3 separate regions of the Ovis aries genome follow, and regions 1 and 3 are each linked to region 2. A link is a contact called in public Hi-C data. All regions are on one chromosome and are shown on one strand. Each heading gives the region's core, a stretch centred on a gene start, on an enhancer-like site or on the middle of the called end of the contact. The rest is flanking DNA. Distances are from core to core; before and after follow the strand shown.

Region 1 (3,669 bases), core at 541-3,040, 300 kb after region 2:
ACAGTTGGTTTAAGTAATTGTTTTTTCCCTTCTGGACATAAAGAGACTTGCATATTTTTCTTCTACATTTTTAAAGTTTTGCTTTTTTACATGCAGTGCCACATAAAGTAAGATTTATTTCCTAATGCTGTTTACTTTTTGCACATGGATATCTGATTTCCAGTAACATGTCTTGAATGAGAAGATCTTTTTTAATCCACAAGAATATTTAACAAATTCTCTCACAGAATCTGATGTTAACTGAATTAAGTTAATTTGATTAAATTAATTGGCTCAGTGTTTATGGGAAGGCCTTACAACACTTCAGTAGGCCCCAAGAGCACAAGGCAGGTACTCTGAGGTGTAACCCTGGGACTAACTACACTCCCAGCCTCCCTGTAGACCTGCAAATTCTCAAAGGCTTGTGTCCCTAAGTCAGTAACACTCAGAATAAGGTTTTTCTTAGCGTACATAAAAGTTATGGAGAAAAACACCACTTTGTTGCCATGACTGGCATTTCAGGCAGAGGCTAGAACATTGGCAGAGTCCACCTTGTTTAACATTCGTCCACGAGTCAGATGGTAGTAGGATTTCACTAAATATTTATTAAGGGAAAGAGTCAGTTTAGCTGATCTAATTTCTGACTGTTGACTCCTGGCAGTCTAAACAATTATATTAGTCAAGCTTTCCTAGTTACCCAATAGGGAACAAAAAAAAAATAAAAAATATTTCAAGTAAAACCTGAAGGAAACATGTCTTCAAGAGGGTAGAATATCCAAGACAGACATTTCTAAGGCACAAAATTCATACAAGAGTAGTGAACATCACACCAGAGCTCGCAGACAATAGAGTGTGTTAAGATTTTGACATTCTCAAGCAACTTGAGGCTTTTTGCAACAAATATAATAGAACGTGAGTTTGTAATGAACTGGTGCCTGGGTCTCTGTGACCCAGACGTGCTGAAAAAAAGAAAAGGGAAATACATCTTCTTTTTCCTTCATGTAACCTGAGGCCACTACAGTATTGAACTCCTTTGGTTGAGTGCTTAGCCTGGTATATTTTGTAAGGAATTTTATCTGTTGGCCACCCAGACACAGATTAGATGAGAAAGGAAACAAAATGTAATTGAGTATTTCAGAGCAATCTGTATTTTTGAAAACTGTATGTGTGTGAATGAATATGATATATACAATATGATATAAATAGGATATATAAAATGTAATTTGATATGTTATTGTATGTATTATGTACATAAGCTTCCCTGGTGACTTAGACGGTAAAGAATCTGCTTGCAATGAAGGAGACCCAGGTTCGATCCCTGGGTCAGGAAGATTCCCTGGAGAAGGAAATGGCAACCCACTCCAGTATTCTTGCCTGGAGAATTCCATGGACAGAGGAGCCTGGTGGTATACAGTCCACGGGGTTGCAAAGAGTTGGACACAACTGAGCAACTAACACTTTCATTTCACTTTCTTTCACTTCATTATGTACATACTATAATTTTGCATATGTGCACATATACACACACACAAGTATACAGGCAACTAATACAATATTATCAGAATATTTATTCTTTGACGATGGAAATTTCAGTGGTCATTTTTGGTTTTGTTTCTATTTTTGTACCTTAGATATTTTTCAAATTTTGTTTGGAGAACTTGTATTACCTTCACCAAGATAAAAAGTTATTTGTTTCAAGGCTGGGAAGAGAACAGACAAGAAATCTTCACCTAAAAACTCTGTGTGGTAAGCAGTCTGAAGTCAAAGTTCCTGGCCTCAGAGCAGCAGAGCTGGCAAAACAGAATTGTGGACACCTCTGCCCCCTACTGTTCACCTTCAGTAAGTACCTGGTGATCCTTCATCCGCTCTTAGTAGGAATCTCCAAGGAGATTGTTTACAAAATCACAAAATCCTGTGGTCCTTCCTCTCCTCAGAGATCCCCAGCCTGGTGACCTTCAGACTGCACTGAGAAATGTGTTCTCAGATAAAGAATACCGTGACCACAGATAGAGAAACCAGGAAAAATATGGATGTCACATGTAGGGACACACAGAGAACCTAAGCTTCTTTCGGTTTTTTAAAAACATACTAGTATATAGTACAATGTGCATTGGAAGATTATACATTAATATAGAATATATTTTAAAATATATTAGTCTATATAGTGAGTGTACACTATTAATATTAACAATGTTACATTGTATGTGTTAAAACACTATATGTATTAATAATATTAATGTTACATGTGTACTTTTATATTGCATATGTACTTTACTACACTTGTATATATCTTATTTTTCCTAGTACTATGCTTTTTAAATGCATGTCTATGTTTGTGTATATATTTATATACATGTAGTTTTCTATATGAAGAGTACACAGTATGTATATATATATGTGTGTATGTGGTGGCTCAGACTGTAAAGAATCCACCTGCCAATACAGGAGCTGCAGGAGATGGGGGGGTTCAACCCCTAGGTTGGGAAAATCCCCTGGAGAAGGGAATGGCTACCCGCTTCACTGTTCTTGCCTGGAGAGCCCCATGGACAGAGGAGCCTGGTGGGCTACAGTCCATTCGGTCACAAAGAGCTGGACATGCAGAATAGACACAGCACTCACACACACACATACTTTTACAAATGATTTTGCATTTGTCAGTGTTTTATTTTAATGAAGAGCGCAAAGTGTGACTAACATCTGCATTTTAATTCTACAGCTGGTAAAAGCATTTCTTCCTTTGGAAGTTATTCGAAGTCCCAATTTGCTTCAGAAGTTGGCACATCTGAGTTTCTTTTGGCTGTTATTATTTACGAAATTCAGCATTTTCCCAGAGCCAGCTTTGATATAATAAAGCCCTCAGATCTCCAGTCTCACAACCAATTTATTTACAGTCAGTAAAAGACACTGAGGCCCAATGCCTTTCTTAGACATGCTTTCAATAGCACCCATAGAATTCAGTTACATGTGCTGGTCTGAAGGAAAAATGTGGGCAATGTGATAAACACAGCCTTGCCTTGGCCATAACCAAATTAAAATATCTGCCTCAACAGTGGTAGTTAGGGAACCAAATAGACTGAAAAGAAAACAAGGGAAAAAATTTAATTTGAAAGCAAACAGGCTTACACAGTATTTCCTGATGGCAGATTCTGAACCATGAGGCATGAAAATCAAGCATTAATAACCTCAACGGTTGTTGTGTTATTTTATGAGATTTCATCATCAACTATTAAAACTTAGTCTAGACTTTTTTATACCATATCATATTCTTAAATCTGCTTTAAAAACCTGGGATAATTGCTTTAAAATGAATCCATATATGTGTAGAACATACGATTCAAAAATACATAGGATGAAATTTTGTGACACTTATAAATAAGAACTTGTCATTTCCAAGCTTAAGCATTTTTGTTTTTCATTTAACACTTGCCTGGTATTTAACCTGTCCATCCCTCTAAGAGTGTGTAGAGTGAAACTATACAAACATGCGATTCCAACCCTATGCTATTCTGGAAAAGGCAGAACTATGTAGAGAATATAAAGTATCAGGGATTGCTAGAGAGGGGGGAAGGGGGGACAAGGAAGAAGACAGAGTATATTTAGGGAAGTAAAACTACTCTTTTTAACACTGTAATGGTGGATACATGTCATTATATTTTTATCCAAACCCACAGAACGTACAACACCAAGAGT
Region 2 (3,552 bases), core at 708-3,207:
TTGCTACCAAAATGCAACAGCAGAAGAGGAAATAACACAGGGTAGTGTGAAGAGGTTGACGGGAGCCCATCTGCTCTTGGGCTGGCCCAGGCCGGAGGAGAACAGTGGGAGGGTCATTGTGCCACAGGAAACCACTGCTCCCGCCATCTTTTTACAGCTGGTGATCAGTTCAAGGGTACTGCAGACGGAGCTGTCACTACCCGACTTCACAAATGTAAACGTATCACAGCCTATTTTTAGAGAGGAATTGGCTGTGCTGTTATAATGCTAAAAATTAACCTGCATTAAAATGGAAGTAAACTGCTCCGTGGAATTTAGAGCTCTGCACACACACACACACACACACACACACACACACACACACACACACATTGGCGCACGCACAATGTGCCTTGTTGAAATAACAGTGGAGGTCAAAACATACTCTCAAAATTCTGGAGTCAAAGCACACTCTTACCTCTATGTCCTCCACATTAAATAAAATGTGTTTACAGGTGTGATGGCAGGAACAAACATCTTGATATTTGGAAGAGAAATCTATGACAACCAAACCTTTTTGAGCGGGAAGACCCAAATGCTTTCCTTTTAATTCTTCTTCACCTGCAGAGAGCCAGGGCTGTGAACAAGAGCTGCAGCAAGTCCCCTGGTTTGGGGAAGGGCACGTCTTGCTCTTGTTTGGGCATCAAGAACCCAGCCACCTTCTTTTTCTACTTCTCTGCTTCCCCAGCATCATTCAACACATGTTCTCTGTTTTAGTCATTTTGAGCTGGGCATTAACTGAACTGTCTTTTGTGCTCTGGCAAAGATAATGTATCTGGGTTTCCTTAGTGATATTCTAAACACATTTTTCCTGCGCTCCCATACCGAGTGCATAGTTTTGGAGGAATTCCTGTTGTGTGGGAGGCCAGCTCAGCTCCATTCACACACTCGGGCCCCAGCTGCGGCCCCTGGGCTCAGCCCGATCTTGGTCTCAGCCCCCAGCTGCTCCCCAGCATCTGCGCCAACAACCACAGTGGCCTTTGTGCATCTACTTATTTACTTTATATTTGCGCAGTGTGTTTCAGCACTTTTTGTTTTATCTTCCTTGGAGTAAGTTAAGATTGTGAAAAAAGTTTGCTCCAGGAAAAGGGAGTTCAAAGGCCCACTGGTTCCTTCAACTGCTTAAACAGGGGAGGGGGCAGGAGGTGGGGAAGGAGGGTGGGGAGAAGAGAAAGGAGTGGAAATGAATCAGCACCTTGGGTCATCAGATAAGATGCCCTTCTATTAAAGGATCAAGTCAGGAGACAGGCTAGAGGGAGACTGGCATCAGACAGGGGAGGGGGTGCTGTTATTACTGTCCTTGCTAAAATCTGACTTCATGGGATGACTTTTAAAAATCTCAGTGAAACGGGGTACTGACCTCTCCCGAACAGATGTGCGCAGGAGAGATCTGAGGAGAGAGGAGACCTGAGATGATGTTGACAGCGCTTCTGACCAAGGAAGGTCACTGTGTGACAGTTTCAGGGGGACACCTGCAGCAGGGCTTTGTCAACAGGGTCTCGAATGCAAACGAAATGCAAGCAGTCTCTTTCCGCCAGGAAGTGACACTTGGGGCCGACCCCGAGCAAGGGCACATCTGGAGGACGACTGTTCAGGCGGCGATTGCTTCTCTGGTCCATGACTTCATCTGTCGGGTGTCTGGGAGGGGGCTGGCGAGATCTACTTCAAAGCCTGTATGTCTCTAAGTGTGGCTGGGGGCGCGGACCAGGGGCTGGGCAGTCTTGAAGCGCAGGCGCCAAGCCACCAAAGCCACTATTCTGAGTCTGATTTAACCAAACGCCTGGGGGGAGTGGGGTTCTCAAGTAGCCTAGTGCTTAGAAACCAGTGATATAAATGTTACTCATTGTACGACTGAGGGAGAGACATCACTCACAGGAAGTGATTACAGTTCTTTATCTCCCGGGGCCGCGTCGCTAAGGAAACTCTGACTCAGTGCATGAAAGACAGCCGTCCCTTTGGAGTTCAGGCCAGTTAGTCATGACAGCTCTGGATCCACTGTTATTAATAGTAATCCCGTCCACCAAGTGGACAGTCCTCAGGGCCTGAAAAGAGTCCCACGTGTATAAGCCTGCTTTATTCACATTCGAAGTCAATGTTATCCATCCTCTTTTCTCAGAAAAAGAAATTAGCTGCAGTCTGGTAGGAAAGCAGTCTTCTAGGTTCAAGTTCAAGCCTCATTGCCCTGCTCCCCAATAAATGTTCTGGTTAGATGCACAGGTCTTTAGGCTTCTGTACACAATCCTGCCAATGTGAACCAGCTGCTGTTATGTGACGGGAAAGCGGTGTAGACTGGTGTAAACATGCTGGTGGGGTGCACCTTCACTTCCCTCAATTTTTTAATCAGGAGAGAAATGCTAAGTTGGGCTTGACAGTCACCAAAAAGTTTTCCTGGTTCTGCAGAAGGAACAGTCTTCTGGCACAATTAACTCAGAATAGATCTGTTTCTCTCGGGGCGGAAGTGTTCAGGTTCTAAATCTCATACTTTCATAAGCTACTTTGTTAAAAAAAAAAATCATCTCAGGAATCACTTATTTTCTGGAGATGGCAGTCTTTATTTACACTGGAAAACATGTGGTTTTATGTGGGTTGTCTTTCATTCTTGGTGAGGCGATGAGAAAAGAAAACAAAATTTGTTTAGAGCTGCAGTGAACAAATAATTGGCTGACAGCTAGGTTAACTGTGGAAATCAGAACTTTCCCATGCTATCTGAGGAATGAAAACACATCCTGGTTAGTGATGCTGACCAAGCTTGGAAGGTTAGAGGTGATTCCGTCTCCAGGAATGTGGCCTGGTCTTATTTTAAGAAGGGCCTCTGAGTCATGTGGAGTCATGTTGAAATGTGTGTTGTGTTCTGTAATTTTGAAAAGGAAGCTTGCAGGGAGGAAATGGAACCAGTTCTTCCCCCCCGCCAAAAACTCTGCCCTTTAATGGAAGAAAAGGGCAAGTTGATTCCCACACATCTCACTTGCTCCCTGTGATGCAGGCTCTGATGTCTTTTACCACGGATATAGTCTTAATGTGGTTTGCTGTAACCTTACTTGCTTAGAGTGCTTTAAGTTTGTAACTTGAACTGATCTTACTTAATATTTATCATTAGATGTGGCTGTATGCACTGCTCAGGATCAAATAAAACAGACTAGGGATCACTATGATCTTGACTGATTAGCTATCTGGAGTGATTGCTACAGAGATACATGTACTATTTTTATCAACATAAAATATGAATCATTTTAAGTGAGCTTCAGGTTTCTCAACTCAGAAATATAGGAATAGAGCCAATATTGCCTATACTCCTGGGCGAGCTCCTGGGTGGAGCATCAGAGCTGTTATCACGAGAAGAGGGTTGACATCTCCAGCAGGAGTGAAGAAGGAAAGGAAGTCCCCAGCAACAGGGGCTCAGATTCCTAGCATCATAGGAACTTGCTCATATACATCCACACCTTTGTAATAAACATTCTAAATTTAATAAAACAGATGCTGTAAACTTGGAAACTCAATTTGGGTTATAACTCA
Region 3 (3,903 bases), core at 1,022-3,521, 280 kb before region 2:
CACCCTGCTATGGAAAGAAAACCCTCTGGATGATGAGCTATTTATAGCACTATTTTAAAAGTTTACCTTTTTGAAAGGCAACATCTCTTTGGGAGTTAAATCCTGGAGCTGCCTGGCAGAAAAATTGATACTTGGAAATCACATGTTGTCATGGTAGCGAGAAAACCTTACGGTGTGACTGTTTCTTTGTGCAGTGAGCGTACAACCGCAAAGCCTTGAACTTCTGGGGTGAGAAATCATGTCGCTCTCCTGAGCCCAGGATCCCTTATAGATGTCAGAGCAGAGAGATGTTTTCTTAATGCTTTAAGGTAAAATATTACATGACAGAGCCCAAGAAAACACAGGACTCTAAAAAGCAAATTGACAAAATCTGTCATTTTAGAAAAACTGAATTTATTCAGGACTTCTCGTCTCCAGGAAAATCATGGAGAGGGAATGTCAGGAGCTGTGGTTTTCCTGAATAGGTCTTGGCTTGTGTACTTCACGAGCCATTCTTGAGAAAAGTCAATTTTTCACACATTTACAGAAATAATTTGCTTCAGATCTGCAATGATGGCTTGAAACCGCATGTGTTTCTGAAACTGCCAATCCAGGATAATGTCTAGGGTATCTTTTTTTTTTTTTTTTTAAATACCACTTAAATTAGATCTGTGCAGAGTGTGGAAACAGCAGATATCTGGCAATCCACAGACCAGTCAAGAAAAATTAAAAAAAGAACTTTCTTTGAGCAGACGAAGTGACAGTCTTGGGCCATTATCAGCAGAGTTGTGTGTAGCGAATGCACGAATCATTTCAGAGATAATGAGACATTAAGTTTTTTGGTTCACTATTTAAAAATATAAAACCAACAATTACAGATGGAAACTATTCATTCTGAGATTTAAGGAGGGAAAAGAAAAAAAAAAAATGAGAGAGAGAGGGCCTATGTCTTTTGAACGCTTGAGCATGCTATAGAGAACTGAACCAGGGCAGTCCTGATTCTCCCATGAGGGGAGAGGGCAAGGCTTGATAGAATGGATGAGTAGGGCCTGTGTGCCCTGGTTCTGGGTCTGCTTGTGACCCAGGCCAGGTCTCCAGCCAACCCTCTGTCTCCTGAGCAGTAGGAGGCCCACAGTGGGACTGAAGGTCCCCCGCCGAGCCATCCAGTCTCCCCTCACAATCCCAAGGTGGGAGAAAGTGAAAGTGTGAGTCCGACTCTTTGTGACCTCATTGACTGTAACCCACCAGGCTCCTCTGTCCATGAGATTCTCCAGGCAAGAATCCTGGAGTGGGTTGTCATTCCCTTCTTCAGAGGATCTTCCGGACCCAGGGATGGAAAGTGGGTCTCCTGCACTGCAGCAGATACTCTACTGTCTGAGCCACCAGGGAAACCTCGAAGTGGAAGGAGTTTATAGAAAATACATAGTGCACAGGTGGAAGTGTGGCTTACTATAAAAGTCAGTGATTGACAAGAAATGTCAGGCGTCTAACTCCATTGTCAGTGAAGCTTTTCTATTTGAATCACTTAAGGGCTGGGTGGGGGACTTCGTGAGCAACTAAAGATCAAAATTTGTTTAATCCTTTATTCCTCATTTGAAGCACATTTTAGTAGAAAAGGCATGGTTCTTGAACACCCCCATGAACTATCACACACACACACTCAGTATTTAATAGGCAATCAGATTTAGTCATTTATGTGGCAATTTGTTTAAATGTCTTATACTTTGAAACATATTTTTTATATTATTCATTTTCCCTGTGTAGATGCAAAGCTGTATTGGACAAAGGCAAAATTCAGTTCAACCCTGGTCATAGTGAAGTTAGTAAAAGCTAAAAATGCAGTACCTTCCAATGTCTCCAAGGGTGTCCATAACCATTTTTAAGTTTGCAGTTAGTAGCAGTCATTTACTATTCAGAGGTGTAAAAGGTTTTACAACTGAATGGCAAATACCAGATTCCATATCCTTAAAAATATTAAGCATACATTTCCTTTCATTAAAAAATACTCACTTGATTCTGTATGATACTTGTGAAGCTTATTTTGCAATAATTTGATGATGATATATCTATTGAGGAACTCTCCCCTAATTTCCTAGAAAATATTCATTAAAATCTCAAAGTGGTCTCTGATACATTTTTTTCCTCAAAGAAAGTGTATTATTTGGAAAACAAACACTGTTGCCTTGCGATAGGTTTTTTTTTTTTTTTTTTCAAGTGAGCCAACACAACGGAATAAAATATATGATTGGTCGTGGCTGAGTCACTTCCTGTTTCAATAACAAGAGTGTCATTAGCAAAACTGTAAGCAGCACAGTTTGTCACCGTGTGTGTGGCTTTGTTTGTACACGTTGCCAGAAACAAGTTCTTAGGGAAAACACACTCATTGCTCTATTACCAAGAAAGAAAGTTCCGGCGAGTGGTTTTGGCAGCAGCTGTTGCCTTGTTTATTATTTATCTTTATCCGAACCTTCCCTAACAGAAGGGACAGTGTTTGCCCAGCAGCCTAAGTGGAGCTGCAGTTTTGCCCAGGGAAATCATAATTCACTCCTGTCACCAAAGCCCTAACATGAATGCACAGTGGCTTCCGAAGACTGAGAGTTGTGCTCCAGCTGCGTGGCAGAGGGACTGGACACCAGGGAACCAAGCTTTTGCCTGGCTTGGCTACCAAGTGGCCATTTGAGCTTGGATTTGCTTTTCCACTTCTACAAAACAGCAGTGTTGAAGTGTACAGTATTCAGAGTCTCCTTCCAGCAAAAATGGCTCTTTTCCTGGAATCAGGAAATCGAGCTGGCTTTCTTCACATATGGGTGTCTGATGCTTGCTGAGTTTAGAACATGCTCCCCTCCCCCCGCCCTGAGATTCCCCACTCCCACCCCCGGGGCTCATTAAGGTGATTTGTCTGTAATTCATCACCATGCTACCTCCAGGGCAGGATGGCTCATGCCTTGGTGCTACCACTTGTGAAAATTGCTGTAACTCGGCAGCTGGAGGAGTCCAGACCTGGCCCCGAGTCAGATCAGGTAGACGACATTGTCTGGGGCTCTGAGGGCAAAGGTGAGGATGGGAGGGGAACAGAGGCCCCTAGTCCTCATGCTTCTGAAATCCTGCCCCGGGCTGTCTTGGACGCTGACGTGATTTGGCTCAGATTCTCAACACGGAGACCCACGTCAAGGACCTGCTGGGTTTATCTGCAGGAAATCACCTGGCCAAGCCATAGGTGTCCACCCCCTTGAGTGAGGGTGACCTAGCATCTTATCAGAGGGAGCCTCAGACCAACCCCCAGTCATGGCTGTGCCCCAGTTAAGAATCCCATTGCCTGTGAGGGAATAATCTGGACTCACCATTTCTCTTTCAATCCCCTCCAAGAGAATTCGTTCCTGACGACATGGCTCTCTCGATTGTAGGCTAAAAATTCATCCTGAGTTTCCTTCTAAAGACACCATGAAGCTATAATAATTAACATCTTATTTTCATTCACTAGAATTCTACACTGACCTCTAATCTGGTGGGAGGTATTCTATAAGTGCTAAGTCAATATTTGTTCTCGGTTGTAAAAAATGAGTAAAATGGGCAAGACCCTGCTTTCCTGTCACTGATAACCCAGGGTGGCTTGTGTGTGAGCAATGCTTGCACACAGCTGGGTCGGACTCGGCTGTAACCGCCAGCCTGGTGCCTCCTGCATGGACCCCACTTATCTCTGGTCCGTGCACGCTCCTTATTCCCTCTGTGCTCCATGTGGGACTTGGCCACATGCACACTGTTTAAGATGCTGCTGAAAATGTCTTAATACTTTTTCCTTGGAAGCCTGGTATTCCTGGGGAGAGGGTGAACTATGGGAAAGTGTGTCACCCTCAGGAGTTGGGTCCACAGAGTGTTTATGGGCCACGGGTCCTGGTTCTGGTTCTGATCAGACACTGTGTGGAA

What was found. A called contact is a pair of places that touch in the nucleus more often than the background predicts.
Region 1: a contact with region 2 is called in a Hi-C map of muscle, with 4 times the contacts expected there. The contact joins two enhancer-like sites. A contact is called at or near these places in 4 of 16 Hi-C or Micro-C datasets (muscle, skin fibroblasts and tail adipose tissue).
Region 3: a contact with region 2 is called in a Hi-C map of tail adipose tissue, with 2.5 times the contacts expected there. The contact joins two enhancer-like sites. A contact is called at or near these places in 2 of 16 Hi-C or Micro-C datasets (skin fibroblasts and tail adipose tissue).

The regions. Positions count from the first base shown.
Region 1 is chr13:43,584,397-43,588,065 of ARS-UI_Ramb_v3.0, reverse strand. The region is part of intron 1 of LOC105611101 (a long non-coding RNA gene); the gene reads right to left. Among named protein-coding and RNA genes, the nearest start is that of AKR1E2, 99 kb to the right of the region's middle. Within about 2 kb of position 1,790, at least 12 of the 54 cell types and tissues checked have an H3K27ac peak or open chromatin away from gene starts, as enhancers often do. A contact at or near this core is called in muscle, where this site is marked.
Region 2 is chr13:43,880,661-43,884,212 of ARS-UI_Ramb_v3.0, reverse strand. No RefSeq gene overlaps it. Among named protein-coding and RNA genes, the nearest start is that of KLF6, 300 kb to the left of the region's middle. Within about 2 kb of position 1,957, at least 32 of the 54 cell types and tissues checked have an H3K27ac peak or open chromatin away from gene starts, as enhancers often do. A contact at or near this core is called in muscle and tail adipose tissue, where this site is marked.
Region 3 is chr13:44,164,534-44,168,436 of ARS-UI_Ramb_v3.0, reverse strand. No RefSeq gene overlaps it. Among named protein-coding and RNA genes, the nearest start is that of KLF6, 16 kb to the left of the region's middle. Within about 2 kb of position 2,271, at least 18 of the 54 cell types and tissues checked have an H3K27ac peak or open chromatin away from gene starts, as enhancers often do. A contact at or near this core is called in tail adipose tissue, where this site is marked.